Linked DNA regions of Ctenopharyngodon idella: region 2 is linked to region 1. A link is a contact called in public Hi-C data. All regions are on one chromosome and are shown on one strand. Each heading gives the region's core, a stretch centred on a gene start, on an enhancer-like site or on the middle of the called end of the contact. The rest is flanking DNA. Distances are from core to core; before and after follow the strand shown.

Evidence for each region. Hi-C and Micro-C count contacts between places; a contact is called where the count stands out from the background.
Region 2: a contact with region 1 is called in a Hi-C map of muscle, with 5 times the contacts expected there. The contact joins the promoter of rps16 here to the promoter of acss3 in region 1. A contact is called at or near these places in 2 of 2 Hi-C or Micro-C datasets (both in muscle).

Annotation. Positions count from the first base shown.
Region 1 is chr4:4,055,135-4,060,143 of HZGC01, forward strand. acss3 (acyl-CoA synthetase short chain family member 3) reads right to left here and starts at 3,076. Exons shown (of 16, transcript XM_051890709.1): 1 at 2,557-3,076; 2 at 940-1,084; 3 at 271-459; 4 at 23-157. The coding sequence starts at 2,954.
Region 2 is chr4:4,183,913-4,188,921 of HZGC01, forward strand. rps16 (ribosomal protein S16) reads left to right here and starts at 2,663. Exons shown (of 6, transcript XM_051892119.1): 1 at 2,663-2,756; 2 at 2,847-2,898; 3 at 3,538-3,639; 4 at 4,931-5,009. The coding sequence starts at 2,851.

The DNA.
Region 1 (5,009 bases), core at 1,826-4,325:
CATGGGGTTTCTAATAGCTCACCATGCTGGGCCGGTTGTAGATGAGGACTTTATGTGGTTTGTGAGTGCTGAGCTCCAGAGCTTTCTCCACCAGGGGAATGTACGCCACTCTTCTGCCCGGCTCGATGCCAAATGATGCAGTCACCAGCAACTTGGGCTGCGGAGAAAAAGATGATTTAAGAGGGAAAGTGGTTTTCGCAACCTCAGCGGAGATATGCATTTACAAAAATAGTTTATTCATTTTCATAATAAGAAAACCCAAAGGCTTGCCTTAGCATGGTCGATACGAACGGAGAGCTCTTTGGAGGCGAATCCTCCAAATATGAGGCTGTGGGTGGCACCAATACGGGCACATGCCAACATGGCGAACATAGCCTGAGGAACCATGGGCATATAGATCACCACCAGATCACCCGTCTTCACGCCATGCCTCACCAGAACACCCGCCAACCTGGACACCTACAAAAACAGGTGTGTGGAAGCTAAATTTTATGGATACGTATACAAATTCTGACAAACTGGAGGCAAGTCAGAAATCCTACAATATCAATTGATCAAAACAACAGAAAATGGACATTAAATGCAAATTGGTCCAGCATTTTGGAAGAGGAGGAAGGTTCCTGGTTTCAAAGACTTGATGTGCGGTCAACATCTGATCTTGTCCGGTGAATTTTCATGGGCAAAATCCAGTCATTTCAATAGGAATCCACACAATTGGGAATTTCGCGTGAGGGCGAAAGATTGCCCATACAGATTTATCAACAGGTTCAAGTTGATCACGCAAATTTGCTGCACTGGCCAACAGAGAGCTGCTTTTTTTTTTTTTTAATGACTTCTGTGTGAGCTGCGCTTCATACATCACTACACTATTGACGACCATTTTTGCCCAAGAAATTTCACCAAATTTTCACTAATGTGACCGCACCTTTAGTGTTTTACCTGCTCCTGCATTTCTCTGTATGTGATGACTTGTTTAGTGCCGGTAACTGGACTGTCATAAATGACAGCTGCTTGATCACCTCTTCCATTCTCCACATGCCGATCAACAGCATTATAACACATGTTCAGCTTTCCTCCAACAAACCTGTAATGGAAACCGGTGTTCTTAAAGAAATAGTTGAACAAAAGCAATATTCACATTATGATACCTTGACCATGATAAATTAAGTGTTTTTTTTTTTTTTTGGGGGGGGGGGGGGGTCCCATGGTAAAAATCGTGTTCCGGGGAGTAAAATACTCGTTTTTGGTGGAGTTCCCTGGTAAAATTAGCATTCCAGGGGCTAAATATCATGTTATTTGGGGTCCCACGGACATGAAAAACAACCCGCAGCAACAGCGTAAAAGTAGCCCAGTTCCACAGGAAAACAGCGGACCTGGCAACACTGCACCTACAGTCTTTACACATTACAAAAGAGAGCAATCAGAATCATCAATAATGATGTTGGATATCTGGAACAGACAAATTCATTATTCTTAAAGTCACATACACTGAAGTTCATTGATCTGGTTAAATTTAAGATGGCACAAGTCATGTTTTAAGTAAGAAATAATTTACTTCTGGGAAATTTACAAACGTTTATGGAAAGGCAGGGTGGGTATAACTTGAGAGAAGAATTAAACTTTAAAATGCTCAAAATAAGAACAACTCTTAAATGTATGTGCATCACTATTTGTGGGGTGAGGTTGTGGAATAGTTTGGAGCAGGTGTAAAAAGTTGTATAAAACGTGTTATTAAAAGAATATGAGGATAAACAGAGGTGATTGTGGGTTATAATACTGATTGCTTTGAGATATGTGATTATAGGGTGATGGGTTCTTTGTAAAAAATTTGGTTGGTGTTTAAAATTAATGTATATTTGTTATCTTGCTATGAATATATAATAATATGTATAAAATATATACAAGGAACTACTTAGAGTTGTATAAGGGGTGGGAAAATAACAAGCATTTGCTTCATCTCGAGAGAGAGAAAAATAAACAATGGATAAATATAATTCAGATTTAAAGATGTTGATATATAAATCCTATCCTCTTGCTGAACCACATTCTCATTTATTCAATGTCAACCCACAACAAACACAAAAAACGCAATTCCCTACACGGAAGGGGGCGTTGAGACAGGAAGCGTTCGTCTGCGCTGTTTTTGATTGGTCTAGACACCCATGAGTCAGATATACGTCATTTCGTTGCGTCGCGCGCCATTGGCGTTGCGTTTTTAAAAGAGGGGCGTTAAATTAAAAAGAAATGCAAATTGTCATAATTCACTCTCCCTCATGTTTTATTTCTCCCAAAAACCATGTCTGACTTACTTCCTTCTTTCAGAGTAACTGTTGTTTTGCAGAATGTTAGGGCCTGAACGGCTCAGTCACTATTCACTTTCATAGCATTTATTTTTCCATACGGTGACAGCGAATGGTGACTGAGGCTGTCATTGTGCCTCACATAATTTTAGGGTGAACTTTCCCTTTAACGACAGTTATCGCGCTCGAGACCCTTGCGTTCAATTCCATTCTGTGACTGTTACTGGAATATGTCAACGCCCCATTCTGTACTTACCATTTTGGAAACACTGTATCCGTATTATCCAGAGTTTTGGTCCAGTGTTCAAACCAAGTGATACCACGAGCCGCTCCACTCCAGAACTTTTCGGGTTTGTCACGTGCCAGGCCAAACGCGTCCTCATAAGTGTATTGTGATGAAAATGCACGAATAAAATGTTTTCTGTGTTCGTTATAATTTGTGTTTGGCGTACAAGCTAGCGGTATACTTCCATGTCCGATATTTGTCTTTACCTTTTGCAGGTATGGTCCAGATACACCTGTGCAAGAAAACTTAATACCCAACAAACATCTTGAACCTACAACACACACTGTTTTGTTACATTCCTTAACTCTAGACACAGTTACATTTCCAATGCAGATGTGTTTTAAACGCGTAGTTTGGAAAAGACGCATGTTTTTGGGTTTTCTTTTCAGAATAGCGTCGTTTCAGCTTCAACGTTTGCTGCCGAACAACAGTGAAAAGAGAGAGCTCCAAATTTCACAACTCAAAAATGGCCGCGCAATAATTCAATACTTCAGATCACAGCCAGAGGCCACTCCAAGATACTGCAATCCATGCAATGCGATAGTTACATAATGTTGTGGCTTTCTGAGGTGTCCTGCATGATTTATGAAACGCAATGTTTAAGCAGTGCTATAGTATGCATATAAATGCGTCTAGGAAAATAGCCAATACCACTTGTTTCAAATTCCAAGAACCTCCAAATATGAAGGCAGCTATATATTTTCATGCGTGAGAACAGATATTAATCCAGCAAAGCCTGAAATATTAAAGAATATTCAAACATTCTAGTAGATGATTAAGATTATTTAAAAATAAATGTTCCTCAAAAGACTGATGTATCATATGTTGTGCCACATGTATATTGGCACAACACTGTATTCAAAGACAATTATTAAATTATTATGTGGGAAAATTGAGTCTTTTTCTACTCTGAGCACTGTCAGCTTTAAATAAAAGACACATTTTTTTGTTCAGCATTTTTCAGGAAAAAATATTGTTCCAAAGCAGCTTTGCCTTAAAACCCTGTTAAGCAAGCTGAGGGCAACAGTGAACAGAGGAAACCCAGAAAATACAACACTACACATTTAGAAAGCAGGATGAAACAGTAACAATGTTGAGGTTTTTGATTGTTTTTCCTTTTTATTTTTTTTTTACACCATTGGTCTGAATTTTCCAGTGACCCCCTAGCACATCCATGGCCTACAGTCAAATCAATAACAGAAAGAAATTGTATTGGAAAATCATGCTGCCTGGTTAATGAGAGCCCATGCATGGTAATAAGAGCAATGAATTGGGGGCATTAGCCTTTTGGAACAGATTGTAAATACAAATATCACAGGAAAATGCATAAATATGGATATAAGTCAACCTAATAGAGCCTGAATATGTATTGCTAATATTATCATCTAAAAAACATACTGATGAATAAACAATGACTACAGGATATTATTTCTACTCTCCATGTTTGTTGTTCTGTCTCTATCTATCTATCTATCTATCTATCTGGCTGTGTTCAGAGTACTACTTAGTGAATGCTGTGTATATACTCAGTGCTGGGTAGTAACTGATTACATGTAATCTGGGTTACGTAATCAGATTCCAAAAAGTTAGTAGTTGTAATTAGATTATATTACATTTTAAAATACTCGCAATCAGACTACAGTTACTTTTTTTTTTACTGATTACATAATTACATGTTCTCACAAGAAGCCTCTGAAAATTTAAGTTCATAAGTTAGAGATAACTTTTCATTAAACTCATGAACCCATTCCATCACGAACCCCGGTCTAAGAAATCCTGACGTAATGTAATATTTAATGCACTTTATGTTGTTCATGAAACGAATGGAATCTATTGTCTTGTATTTTTATATCAATATGGTACTAAAATATCCTATCCAAGTTAGGTCAAAAGTAATCTAAAAGTAATCAAAAAGTAGTCAGATTATATTACCTTAAATGTGTAAAGTAATGGATTACGTTACTAATACTTTTGTTATGTAATTTGGAATTAGTAATCTACCCAGCATTGCATATACTTGCCAAGATCACCAGCTGAAGTGCCCTTGATAGCCACCAGAGGACTCTCCACCCCAGACTACTGCCACACCATCTCGGACTACATTACCCATAAACCACTGCCCGGACTAATCAACCATGATTGTCTTCAGCTGTTCCTCATTACCTTGTTTAGCCCAGCCTATATAAACCCTGTTCACTCTGTCATTCACTGCAAGGTGTTGCTAGTCATTAAATTGAATCTCTGAGTGTCTTCCTAGTTTTATGTTGCATGGATTGCTCTTTTGCTTGTGTACCCAGTAGTGATTAGCAAATGAAGCCTCATGAAGCACTGAGGCTTTCCCCTCATTATTCTGGGAGAAGATTCAAAGCTTTGAGAGTGTCGAAAACAGCAGCATCTAGTAAAAAGTAAAGCAGCCAAAACCC
Region 2 (5,009 bases), core at 1,413-3,912, 130 kb after region 1:
GAATGAGCTTCATAGATCTCTGAGAGGAACTAACCTACTAAAGCAATGACCATCAACAGGAACGATCAAACCAGACTTTACAATGGTAGACTTCAGTGATCAAAAGAGGTGTTATTAACAAGCACCATAATGAGCAAACCAGATCTACATTTTATAGCAATGTATGTATTATATGAACAAGCTACATAGGATAAAAGTTGCATGTTGAGATCCATTCTAAAGAACAAAACTAATATTGTATTCTGACCAAGAAAGATTTTACACGAGCTTTGCAATGAAACCATATTCACCATATTCACACTTGAAGTGCCAAAGTTGTGATGGCACATCTGTTGAGTGTGTTATAGCCAAAAAGGGAGTGAAAGGAAGACACTGGTTGAGTGTTTGTGTGCTGGATAGTGACAGGCTGGTATAAAAGTGCTTTGGCAGGAGTCCTCATTATCTCATCGAAAAACAAACAGCAGCGTGTCGACCAAGTGAGCTCTATTTCCCCCACAATAGACCCAACATCTGCCTGACTCTGCTACTGTTCAGCTACCCCTCACACACACACACACACACACAGCCTTCTCCACTAATTAACACCCTTTGCTTATTGTTACACATCTCACAAACACACCTCAGTATAAACAGGGCAAAAGGTACCGTGAGTAAGTGTGAAATGCAAATCTCACAATCCTCTTCAAAGCACCGTTGCTAACAGAGGGCGTTAAGGTGGAGGGAGAAAGATGGGATGACAAAATGCATCCTGACTCTGCACCTCCGGTGTTTGTGTAATTAATGGCTGGAGAGGTGAAGAAAGGTGTGAAAGAAGGAAGATGCCATGTTGAAGGACAGAGACAGGATAGATAGATAGATAGATAGATAGATAGATAGATAGATAGATAGATAGATAGATAGATAGATAGAACTGTTTATACAACTGATCAATACTTTCAACTTTCAAATCCCTTTGAAACTCAGACTAATTGGTCTGAATTTCAGTCAAGAAGAAACTTGTTTGGTGTGTAACTGTTCAGTGAAGCTGTCAGTTGAGTACCTGAAAGGCATCAGTTTCTCAGTCTGAAGACTCTGATGTCCTCTTGTCTTCTGGGCCTTCAGTTCTCTCTCTGTGTTAGTTAGATCCACTTTGCTTTTTTCTGTCAAGACAGTAGTGCACACTAATACACACATAAAGACTTCATATCTCAAAAGAACAATAGACTGGTGGGAATGACTAGAGAAAGCATTTTATAAGCATGTGCTAACTGCTAGGATAATAAGAAAGTTTCTCTAGTACTAAGCTAGCACTCTGATAACTTACTAGAATGATAAGATAATGATAACACAGTAATACTTACAACGGTGATTTGCCTTCACCGATAAAGATCAAATGTACAAATACATTCAAATAAAACCCTTATTTAAACACAAATAAAGACTTTAAAATAGTATACATTTAAAATTATACTTAAAAGTCATGTTCTGTTGAGATTATGAGATGAGACTATATATTTGGCACTCCAAAGACCCCAGTGATGTATGTAAAAGGAAAAAAATAAAATAAAATAAATAAATAAAAAAGTTCATTGTACATTTCATTGAGATTAACCTCTTATTTTCTTCAAATTCTTATAATATATTCCTCTGGTCTAAACTGTATCCAGCAGGATAACACAAAAAGTTGACAAAAATGTTACTGCCCTTGTGAAAAAGTACACTTTAGCATACTTATCACAGAAATTATATACTTAATACGCTTAATTGTGAACTGAATGTAATGTTTTCAATATATAGATAGACAGACAGACAGATAGACAGATAGATAGATAGATAGATAGATAGATAGATAGATAGATAGATAGATAGATAGATCAAGATCATACTTCACATGTGCAGTTTTTACTTTGAGGATGAAGTATACTACAGTTAAGTGCACTTCTTTTTCACAAGGGTGTAGTAGGCTATCCATTGATCCGTTATAATTATTTTGTTTCTGTTTAAGGACAATTTGACACCAGCAAATACATAGTATAGAAAAAAATACAATAAATTAAAAATCACAGCTGACTTAAGTGTATCTAGTGTGTACAACAGTCAGATCATCCTATTAAAATTAGAGAAGCTATTAACCCTTGGGGTATAAAACAGAAAATTGGGGTTAAAATTATTACTATAATGCTTTTCAATTGTTTCTTAACCTAGCATATATATCAAAAATCATCAAAAGTATGACGTAATATGAAAGATGATGCACTTGGTCTGCCAAGCTCATTCGACTCCAATGGTGTTGATTCGACTGATTCTTGTAACAGAGCGCCATCTAGTGTTGAGGTGTAACATTAAGCATGTGGAATAAAAAAGTCAAAACAATTTTTTATTTTTATTTTAAACGCTGGTTTCAGAGCATTTTTGTTGTTGTTGTTGTTGTTGTTGTTTTTTTTTTTTTTTTTTAATGATCGTTTTGATGTAATAATAAGTATAGTAATCGGAATGATCGGATCTCTTTGAAATTTGAATATGCTTCCTTCACATGAGAAGGAAAATGAGGTGGATCATAACAGTGTTACAGATAAAATCTATAAATATTAGTTCATTTATTTAATTACGTGAATATTTGTTGTTTGAACTGTTGTGAAGTGTTAAGAATTAAAAAAAAAAAAAATCTTTAGCAATGACGACTGTCGTAAACACAAGAGTCTTTACGACAGCGCCCCTGCTTTTGCGCACGGGAAACCCCTGTGCGGCCTCTCCGAACGGCGCTCGAGCTCTGAAAGGTTTGTTCCTCAAGCGGTTCTCACTAATATACGTGTTTAAAGATAAATTTATGCTTAAATTAAAGGACAATTACTTTGTTTTTATTCCAGAATCATGCCAGCTAAAGGTCCTCTACAGTCTGTCCAGGTTTTTGGACGTAAAGTGAGTATTTAAAGGCTGTATGTCCTCATGTGCTCGCGCACGGCGCTGATGAGGGTTTGAGGTTAGCTGGCTATGCTAACAGATGTGTGAGGTTGTAAAAGACTGTGATGCCAATGTTTTATATAGTCGATGTAATAAACATAACAGTTAGAGGCCATTAACAAGTATATGTGCTTTTAAACCACTTAAAATGTAAAATAAGCCTATGTCCCGTTTAGATTGACAGTGAGTGATGAATATTGTGTTGGTAATACATTTTGCTGACACGTGGGACAGTCTAGTGTGTACATGTACAGCTGTAAATGATACAAAACAGTTGCTTTTGCATCCGATCTGCATATTTTCTGTTGTTAAATAGTTTGATAGATATATAGCAGACAGTCGTCTTGTCCGTCTTGCTAACAACTGTTAGCCTGTACTTGTGCTTGGCTTATTATAGCAATGGTTCTCGATTCTGATCATAAGAATATCCTAGAATATAGTATTTAGGGGATCTTTTGAATGTGCAATGCTTTGGTTCATCAGTAGCAAGATTTAAGACCACATATATCTTAGTGTCATATTTAGTTTAAATATGTAAGAGCATGAGTCTCATGTAATGGAGATGAGTTGGCTGATCTATTTGTTCACTATCAACAGAAAACAGCCACTGCTGTTGCCCACTGCAAGAGGGGAAACGGACTTATTAAAGTCAATGGAAGACCTCTTGAGATGATCGAGCCTGTTACTCTGCAGTACAAGGTACTTTTAACACAGACATTGAGTGCTTAGAATAGAAATATTCAGATCTCTATTTCAGTAAACACTTGAATGATTTGTTAATGGAATAGTTCACACAAATAATGTAGATTTGTTCATTACTCATTCATGCTGTTCCAAACCGGTATAACTTTTTTTTTTTTTTCTGTGGAAAATAAAGTGTATTTTTAAAGCATATCCAGATTTCAATTGGTGCTGTCAGCTTTCTGCAAGAAACACGCCAAAATGGAAGATTTTGTTTACTGAAAACCTTGGAAATTGTTGCCATGTTCATGGGAAAATTATGCCGCTTTTCAGTGTATTAATACTGTTTACATTCATGAATCAAACCAGTCCAGTTCTCAAGTTCAACTCATTGATTCAATCAGCGCATATGTCACATGGACCGTTTTAATATTTTTGATACTTCTGTGGTGGGTTTGTGTCTTTATTGGGGCTTGATTGCATTCACTGCAATAAGAAAGTAAGTAGTATTTTTAAGTTCTGCAGAAGAACGTCATCAAATGACTGACATGTAGGATGCGCAAATGACAGAATTTTCACTTTTATGTGAACTACTCTTATTAAAGTCACTATGAAATCAAAATGGAAAATTCTTCCATTTCCACTCGGATCTATGTCATAATAACAGTAAAGATGATCGCAGATTTCACTCCATGCCAACTTTAAAGGGTTAGTTCACCCAAAATGTAAATAGTCATTTACTCACTCTCATATCGCTCCAAACCCTTAAGACTTATGTTCATCTTCAGAACACAAATGAAGATCTTTTAAATTAAATCTGAGAGATTTCTGTCCCTCCATTGACAGTCCATGTATAAAGAGATTGTAAAACTAATCCATATGAACTGAGCGGTTTAGTCCAAATGTTCTGAAGAGACTCGATCGCTTTATATGATGAACAGAATATTTATATGTGAATAAAAGCCTAAATAAAATCTTTTCATCATATAAAGCATTCAAGTCTCTTCAAAACATTTGGACTAATCCGCTCAATTCATATGGATTAGTTTCACAATCTCTTTATGAACTTTTTGAAGTGTTGAAATGGAAGTTGTGTAGCTGTTAATAGAGGGACAGAAATTGCTCAGATTTTATTAAAAATATCTTCATGTGTGTTTTGAAGACAAACGAAAGTCTCGCAGGTTTGAAACATGAGGGAATTTTCATTTTTGGGTGAACTAATCCTTCAAGTGTACCGCACAGACTTAGCTTTGTGTGAGGAGATTTTGTTCATATGTTTACTAACAGAGTGCGATTCTGTTTTCTTTAGCTGCTGGAGCCTCTTCTGCTGCTGGGTAAGGAGCGCTTCGCTGGTGTTGACATCAGAGTTCGTGTGAAGGGTGGTGGAC